Linked DNA regions of Rattus norvegicus: region 2 is linked to region 1. A link is a contact called in public HiChIP or PLAC-seq data. All regions are on one chromosome and are shown on one strand. The core of a region is the stretch at or near the end of the contact, and the rest is flanking DNA. Distances in the headings are between cores, read along the strand shown. Region 1 holds the start of Hspa9 (heat shock protein family A (Hsp70) member 9). Region 2 holds the start of Sil1 (SIL1 nucleotide exchange factor).

What was found. HiChIP or PLAC-seq counts read pairs in DNA pulled down with a chosen protein or histone mark.
Region 2: an H3K27ac HiChIP or PLAC-seq map of oligodendrocytes shows a contact between it and region 1, with 14 times the contacts expected there. The contact joins the promoter of Sil1 here to the promoter of Hspa9 in region 1. A contact is called at or near these places in 1 of 12 Hi-C or Micro-C datasets (the A7r5 cell line) and 1 of 1 datasets of contacts at active chromatin or transcription factors (oligodendrocytes).

What each region holds. Positions count from the first base shown.
Region 1 is chr18:26,825,896-26,830,455 of GRCr8, reverse strand. It overlaps Hspa9 (heat shock protein family A (Hsp70) member 9), which reads left to right and starts at 2,058. Exons shown (of 17, transcript NM_001100658.2): 1 at 2,058-2,241; 2 at 3,652-3,710; 3 at 3,924-4,011. The coding sequence starts at 2,161.
Region 2 is chr18:27,375,407-27,379,934 of GRCr8, reverse strand. Sil1 (SIL1 nucleotide exchange factor) reads left to right here and starts at 1,537. Exons shown (of 10, transcript NM_199376.1): 1 at 1,537-1,608. It overlaps LOC102550858 (a long non-coding RNA gene), which reads right to left and starts at 1,447. Exons shown (of 3, transcript XR_596947.3): 1 at 1,082-1,447; 2 at 1-46.

The sequences.
Region 1 (4,560 bases), core at 809-3,308:
AGTAAGGATATAATGACAAGTGTAATTTGATGAAGAGAGGCGAGAGGTTCCTTTTTGATTTGAGACTCCTATGTAGCCTGTTACTGGTAATATAGCCCAGGCTGGTCTAGAACTTAAAATGTTCCTCCTGAAAGCTGGGATGAAGTTTGTGCCACTAAACCTGATTTAAGGGATGATGAGTATGGACTCATGGCCTAGTACCTTCTAGGCTAGCACACTTAACAACTCAGATACAATTCTAGTCCTTTTACTTTTTGAGACAGTCTTACTATGTAGCTATGTTAAAATCAGACCCTCCACATGTCTGATAGAACACAAGCATTTATCACACGAGGACATTTTTTTTTTTCGGAGCTGGGAACCGAACCCAGGGCCTTTAGCTCTACCACTGAGCTAAATCCCCAACCCCACACAAGGACATTTTTAAAAATGTATGTAATTGTAATGTCTGTCCTAACTTAATTTTATTAACCCTTTTTGAAACAGGTTCACCGTCTCTTAGTGTCATCAAGCTGCTTTCCAACTAATTATATCACCAAAGGTGACCTTGTATTTCTGATTCTACTTCCTCCCAAGTGCTGGAGGCTTACAGCACCATTCCCAGCTATCTTTCCTTCCCTTCTTTTCATAATGTAAACTGTATTTTATCTCCTAATTTCACCACTTTCTTCATTACTTGTTACAGTGATGACTACTTTCACTTCTTTTTCTTTGAGATAGTCTCATGTAGCCCATTGGCCTGGAACGAGTGATGAAATCAAAGATGGCCGCTGGAATCACAGAACTGTACAACCACTTCCTACCCAACTATTTTCTATTTATATCAAACTGCTTACCTCCAAAACCAAGTTCTATTTCACTGTCTTTGAATCACTGAACTGTTTTTACCACCATCGAGAAAAACTTGACACAACATTTGTTCAGGTTTTGTCCCTGAAAGTCTCTGGACAGACACACCTCACATCTGTAATCCAGGCATTCGAAAGGGTCAGCCTTGAGTTTGAGGACAACAAAAGCTACAAAACCACCACATAGCTAAGGCTAGTAAAACACTGGGGTTGGGTGGGGTGGTGCAGCCTTTAATTCCAGCACTCCGGGGATAGACTGGCGGGGGATCAAGGCCAGCCCGGTCTATATAGCTAGTTCTGTGACAGCCAGGGCCATATAGAGAGACTCTCCCCATGCCCAGCCATTTACACCCCGTCTGAAACCTTGTCTTAAAAAAAAAAAAAAAAGTCACAGTATAACTAACACCTGGCAAGTGCAAGGTTTGAAAAAGAGTCGCCTCTGGCCCAGCAAACCTTAAGAGCTCACGTAAGAGCCCTCATCCTTCTCAAGACAGTCTTTTTTTTTTTTAAGATTTATTTATTTTGTGCATGTGAGTACACTGTAGCTGTCTTCAGACATACCAGAAGAGGACATCAGATCCCATAAGACCGCGCATATACAGGTGTGCATACTTGAAGCTATGAATAAACGGTGAGAACAAAGGTCCCCTTATCAACGCCTGAGGACAAGATGGCGCCCGCTGCAAGTAGCGGCCTCGGGAAAAACTCCCACGCGCCTACCAGTGAGCGCGCGAGCTCGCGCCCCCGGTACTCTCCAGTAAATTCGCGTGCACTGGAGTATCCAATAAACGCTACAGTTAAGTCCTAACCCGTTTCCTCCACGCCCCTTACACATGCGCTACAGGGCTTCATCCGGAGCCGACGACGCAGGCGCAGGAGGCCCCTCCTTCTGCGCAACTGACGCAAGGAGACTGTAATCGGTTCGTAATTTATCCCGTGTGACCTTGAGTCTTTCCTGCCTCAAGGACCGGGGCTGTCTGAAGTAATGCCTGTACGTCTCTCTTCTCCCGCTCCCTTCTCACTGTTCCCACAGCCCCAGAAGCCGTGATGAAAGAACGGAAATTTTCAACGATCATTCTGAGGAGCGTGCTCGCGGCGTGCGCCGATTCCGGGAGCAGCAAACAGGAAGTTTCTGGTCAGGCACTACGCTAGGTGCCTCAGCAGAACAGCGGGCTTCATTGCTGCAGCGGCCAGCCCCCGCCCCCCCACCCCACGTGGTTGGAGGGTTCCAGAAGCGTAGCCACCGCCGTGCACGCAGCTCCGGGTCTGTGGGGTGTTTGTTCTTGCCCTCGTAGCCCTCTGTCCAGCCGCCATGATAAGCGCCAGCAGAGCCGCGGCCGCGCGTCTCGTGGGCACCACAGCGTCCCGGAGTCCCGCCGCCGCCCGTCACCAGGTGAGGAGCTGCCATGCCTTCCGGTAGGGGCTCCAGGCCCCGACTCGAGTAAGGCAGGCCTTGCCCTTCGGGGTCAGACTCTAGGAGAAATCCGGAGCGTAGGAAGGTAACGGACCTTCGATAGTCTTTGTTGGCCTTCTTTGAGGGCTTTAGCCTCGAGCTATGCTGAGTCACAATCCTTGGCGTTCTGAAGTCTTTACCCCAATAATTCACGACGTAGTGGCCCTCTAACCTGTAGCACATTGGATGTGCTTGGTCTTAGACAGTAGGTATAGTTTACTGGAAACGCAGAACTATGTACGCTAGACTGTTGAGGGTTGATGGACAGTTTCTCTGCTGTAAATATTCAAGAATGTCGCTGCTGTGAAGAAGTGGGGGGTATCCACATTAGGAACTGAAAATTAAATTCCAACATTCCAACTCCATTCTTTGACTTTTCACTTTATATTTTTGAGAAAGGGTTTCTTTGTAGACCTGTCTGCCCGGGAATTAACTTTGTGGGCTTCACAGAGACACCCCCACATCCCCGCGCCTGTCTCTTCCCCACGAGGGCTGAGATTGAAGGCGAGCACACCCAGCTCCAAAGATAGAGAGGTTTTTTTCCTTCGATTTACTTGTGATTTATAATAACAAGTAGAAAAAAGATTTTGATCTGAAATAAGAAAAAGTACGTCTTTGGAGATTGAGACCTGAAACTCTCCAAAATAATTGTTTGACCAGGCCAGTGGAAATGTATCTGAGAACTTTAAATCTCTACTTGCAGTGCACACGTTATTGAAGTGAGGTGTACAGGGTTGTGAGTTTATTTTGAGACAGGGTCTCACTGTGTAGCCCTAGCTGTTCTAGACCAGGCCTGTCTCTGGCTTTGAGGTTTTAGGAATAAAGGCATTTGCCATTAGGCCAGTCAACTGAATTTTGAAATTTTTGGTGTCTCCTTAATCAGGTGTTCAGCAAAAGTGGTTCTCGCACACAGTCTCAGTGTCTCTCTCCCTCCCTCCCCCCTCCCCCTCCCCCCTCCCCTCACGGGAGTTTGTGTTCGAGCAAGGCACTTCTGCCCACTTCCAGGTTGTCCTAAATTGAGTGACAATTTATGGGGGGCTTGTTGGTAAAGGCCAGAGTTGCTTCTAAGCATCACAGTTTGTCACAGCAGATACTGGTACAAGATAAATAATGTCAAAGTTGTACATCCATTGCAATGTAATTTTTTTTTTCTTTAGTGGTGGCAATTCAAGACAATTTTATGTACGCTTAATTTTACCAGACAAGTCTGGAAAACTTGTAGATATGTGATCTGTAATCTATGTATTTTACATACTAAGGACTAAAAGTTGCATGAGTTTTTTCAGAATAATTGGAAAAAAAACAAGAGTCTTTGTAGTTGGTGGCTGATGCAATATTTTTTCTCCCCAGGATGGCTGGAATGGCCTTAGTCATGAGGCTTTTAGATTTGTTTCAAGAAGGGATTATGCGTAAGTATAACCTCACTCTCTCTGAGAAAAACACACATTGAACCTCAGCTATGATGGGTGTATTTGTTAACATGGAACTATTCCTCTTTATCGCTAACTATTCGTTTGTATTTGTAGTTGATTTAGTGTGCCACTGTTAACACCAACATAAAACAGTTCTTCCTGACATTGGAGATCATTGTTAAGATGACCATGGTGTTTCATTTCTTACAGGTCAGAAGCAATCAAGGGTGCAGTTGTTGGAATTGATTTGGGTACTACTAACTCCTGTGTGGCTGTTATGGAGGGCAAACAAGCCAAGGTGAGAATAAATTGAAGCCCGGGGTCATTTAGATATCTAGTACATAGGAATGGCATTAAGTACACAGGAATGCTAAATCGGAGCCCAGCTTGATGGTGGACACCTTTAATCCCAGCAAAGTCAGAGGGATCTGTGAGTTCAGGATAACGAGGGCCACACAGAGAAACCCTGTCTTACAAACAAGCAATGATGTGTTTAGTTTGGTGCTGGTTTTTCCTCCTGAGATACTGTATCCTGGGCCAGCTTCAAGGGTACAGTATTAAGTGCTAAGATCACAGGCATTATTAACCACTCTAGGCTTCTAATTTGCATTTAAAGCCTGCTTTTGCCCCACTGCTCCCCTCTGCCCCAAGCTGAGGACTGAACCCAGGGCCCTGTGCTCTACCACTGTGCTAATCCCCAACCGCTTTTGCTTTTTTAAGACTTAGGAATTAACCTTTGGGTGTTCATAATTAAATGGATCTAACTTCCAAGAGTACAAGTGAAACATGGACTTTGGGGAACTGGTGGTGATGTCATTAGAGGACTTGAAATGGCTTGCTGTGTTAG
Region 2 (4,528 bases), core at 288-2,787, 550 kb before region 1:
GCAATAGGAGCATGGCACAGGAGAGTAAGCTGTTCTCTGTTCTTTCCTGTCAAGAACCCAAAGAAATGTTTATCATCTCTCACTGGTGCTACTCACCCAGCAACTCCCTCCCTAGCTACTGACTGAGGCTTTGCCCAGTGATTATGAAGTCAATCTCCCACCTGCTTGAAATAACATAATTAAGAGGGTAAATTGGAAGCTGGAAGCTAACCTAATATACTAAGAATGCACAGGAATTCCAGAAATAAATAGATTGTTGTATCTTGGGGAATATTTGCTATTTGAGGACACTGCTGCCTTGGATTATCCCTTTCTCCACTCAAAAGTGGCCTGGAACCACTGGCAACTATTTTACCAGTCAGGTTTAATAAGGCTGTGTATATGTGATATAGTAGCAAGAAAACATGACTTTATGGAGCTGGAGGGATGGCTCAGTGGTTAAGAGCACTGGCTGTTCTTCCAGAGGACTTGGGTTCAATTCATAGCACCCACATGGTAGCTGACATCTTTTTGTAACTCCAGTTCCAGGGGTTCTGACACCCTCACACAGTTGTACATGCAAACAAACCATCAATTAACATAAAAATAAAAATAAATCATGAAAAACAACAACATTACTTTGGAAGTGTCCCATCCATCTGCTACCGGTTTCATTCTGTGACCTTGTATAGGCCCTTTATCCTATCAGAGCTTCAAAGTTGTCAACTTGACCCAGGAAGAGCCTCAGTAGAGGAACCGCCGCCCGTCTGCAGATTGGCCTTTGGGCATGCGTGTGGGCATTTTCGAGACTGGTAACTGAAGAGAGGTCCAGACCACAGTGGGCAGTACCATCCCTAGGATGGTGGGCCTGAGCTGTGAAAGTATTTTCTCACAGCAATAGGAAGCAAAATAGAACATCCTCTTTGAGCTTTGTTCTATTTGTAAGACGACAGCAATTCTAATCTTGTGTATGTGCATCACCTGGCAAATACACGGTCGTGGTATGACAGGATTAGAAATGCAGGGGCCCTATTTATCGTTAAAATGATTGATCATTTTTAAAACATACGCAAAACACAATTATATAAAGCTAGTGACTTACAGGTGCTCTATTTTGCATCCATCTTTCAAAGGACTATTTATTGCTTGAGATTCGATGTGTGTCACAAACTTGAGTCATAACATCGTGATTTATATTTACCTCCCACCCACTCAGGTTTCTTTCTAAAGATCCTTACACTAGAAAGAAGTTACAATCTTGGGAAATTAAACAAGAAACTGAAGTTTTAGGTGGGAAACAAGAGCAGGCCCACGGGTAGCTCTTTTTAGATACAGCTCCCAGCGGAGGGACATGAACAAATTTCAACAATTTTTTGCGGAGGAAGACGCTAGGGGCGGGGCTTAGCAGCTGAGGAAGGCGGGGCTAACAATGCCGCGTCGGATGAGAGATGCTGGAGGCTGTTCTGGCAGGTTACCATTGGGCAAGATTGAGAATGACGTAATAGGCACGCGCCTTCAGATTCAGGCAGCCACTGGCACGGCGTTTGCGCAGGAGGAGTTGGTTGCCGCTGCAGCCGCCTGGAATTGTGGGGATTGTGTCTGCCCCTAGGCTGCGGTGGAAAGCCGAAGGTAGGGGAGGTGGGGGCCCCGGGCCCTGGAGCGGGACGCAGAGTGGACCGGCCCGGCCTCCTGCCGTTAGCGGCCTCCTCCCTCCCGCGCTCTCCGCACCTTCCCACAGCGTCCCGGGTCCCACCACATCCACCACAGTGCCTCGCAGGCGAGATGCCTAGGCTGGCAGCTCAAAAGCTGTGCTCTGTCATTTTCCTTTTAGCGGCGCAGTGACCCCTCCGACGCCAGAAGAGGGGGCAGTGGCTTTGGCCTGCACATGTTTTGAGTTTCCTTCTTTATTCTCTACCTTCGGTCTCAGTTTTCCCACATCTGTCCAAAGAAGGGATGAATTAGATGTTGCTCTCTAAGATACTTCCAGGGTTGACTTTTTGGTAATTGGTCGGTACCTCTTGACATACAGTATTGCGCCCTACCCCTTTGGTAGTCTACCTCCTCTTTTACGTGTTTTATTTGCTCCGGTAGATGTAAAACTTTATTTTGATGCACAGGTTATAAGGGTATAGACTTTATTGTGATTTCAAATTACTTTGTGCTTAATCTCTAGGCCTTCTCCAGGAACTTCGGATGAAGTATTATGTAGGCACCCGCTGCTCACATAGCAGTATTACCATTCAGATGACCTTTTGGAAAGAACTGGATTTCAGAAATGTCCAACAGCTGAGAAAATAACAACTCCCTTTTGCACTGTTAGGTGCCTTTAAGTATATATTGATGAAGGCTGGAGATGTAGCTCAATGATGAAGCCTTGGATTCAATCCCTAGCTCCACACGTACTAGGTGTATACACTATAGTGTGTGCCGGCAATCCCAGCACGAAGGAGTAAGGCAGGAGCATCGAGATTTCAGTGTAATTCTTAGATTACAGAGTTTCAATTCAGCCCAGAAGACTTGAGACCTTCTGTTTATCTAATCTCCATGACCCATACGAGGAATCAGTTTTTAAAATGTATAATGCCTGGTTTCTGTTCAAATCCAGCTGGCTCTCCCACTCAAAACTTCGAACTGCTTTGAGGGAATGATTAGATTAGATTAACCCACGATAGGTGGGCAGGAAGAAAATGAATCCTCCCTGTTTGCTAAGAGAAGAAACTGATGTGTTTACAAATACTAGCGGTATTTGTTTTGAGAGTGTGAAAGACTGTGTGTATGTGTTCTCTCTCTGTGTGTATGGCCTTTTTAGCTTTGTACTCAAAAGTTTCTCTGATAAGAAATACATTTAGAGATTAGATAAGATTTTAGTGGAAACCATATTGTAACATTAGGATTGCTATTTATGAGGGAGAAATTGGTCAGTGTTTTCCGCTGGCACTTGGCTCTTGAATGCTTAAGATGAACCTGCCATATCAGGTTTGGCCTTTCTTTCAGGTAGTAAGTTCAACCTGCATATTAATATTTGTGCTCTTTTAGGGAAGCTGGCAATAGAAAACACCGCATATTTTACTGATATGGGCAAGGGGAGTGTGTTAGTAGGCACATGACAGCTCAGAAATAAAAGTCCTCATGGCATTTAATGTTGTTTTCTTCCTCTTTCCTGTTTTTTTTTATTTTTTATTTTTTTTGAAGGCTGTTTCATCTCTACTGAGGCCAGCTTTGAGCCCCAGTATGTCTCATGACAGGGAAAAAGGCCAATTAAATGAAACTGAAAACTAACAAAATGGATTCTGAAATAGCAAACACAGCAGAAGCTCCAGTCTACTCTCTCTGTGCTGTGTGTAGGTGTGGCCTTGGGGGCTGAGGGTGGGCAGCATCTGAGTGATATGGCTACCTTCCAAAGCAGGTTTGAAAACCCACACCTAGAAATTGTCAGAGATCAGTCACATTAGCATCTCACATTTTTTTTTCCTGAAAACTAAATGGCACATGGTTATAAGACCTTGACACTAGTATGTCTTCAGATTGATTAAAACTTTTTTCTTTCTTTGAAACTGGGTCTCACTCTGGAGCTGTGGCTGTCCTGGTCTTAATTCTTTTTTTTTTTTTTAAAGATTTATTCATTTATTATATATAAGTACACTGTAGCTGTCTTCAGATACACCAGAAGAGGGCATCAGATCTCTTTACAGATGGTTGTGAGCCACCATGTGGTTGCTGGGAATTGAACTCAGGACCTCTGGAAGAGCAGTCGGGTGCTCTTAACCGCTGAGCCATCTCTCCAGCCCTGTCTTAATTCTTAATATGTAGACCAGGCTGTCTTCAAACTAGGAGAGCTCTGCCTGCCTCTGCCTCCAGAGTGTCGGGGTTAAAGATGTTCACCACCACCCTTTGCCTCCTGTCTATTCTCATTCTTTCTCCTAAAGGAAGCTGTTATGGAGGCTGTCTTCCAGTCCCTTGGGAAAGCCTCTCTTCAGAAAGCCAATCTGAATTAATTAATTAATTTTTTTGTGGGGTGGGGCATGTTTCAGACAAAGTTTCTTCGTGTAGCCCTGGCTGTCCTGGAACTCACTCTGTACACCAGGCTGGCCTTGAACTCAGATCCCAGGCTTGCCTGTGCCTTCCAAGTACTGGGATCAGAGGTGTGCACCGCTGCTTCCTGGCATTATTGCCCCGCCTGAATTTTTTTTTTTTTTTGTTGTTATTTTTTTTCTTTCTTTCTTTCTTTTTTTTTTTTTTTTTTTTAAGATGTGACCTCTCCTTTGTAGCCTAGGTTGTTATGTAGCCCAGGTTGGCCTCAAACTTGTGAACTTTTCTTTCTGCTTTATCTTCCCCACTGGGTAAATGAACAGTTCTTTAGAGGAGGACATAATAGGCGTGGTAAACAAGAATTTTAATTTTGTCTCTTATTGGCCATATGACCATGGGCAAGTTTTTCACCTCTTTCCACTGCTTAAAATGGGAAGACTACTTAAAAGGCTGGGCAAGTGGAATGATGGTCATGAAAGCTCTCCAGACACAGGAGCGCACAAAGGTTTTCACTCTAGGA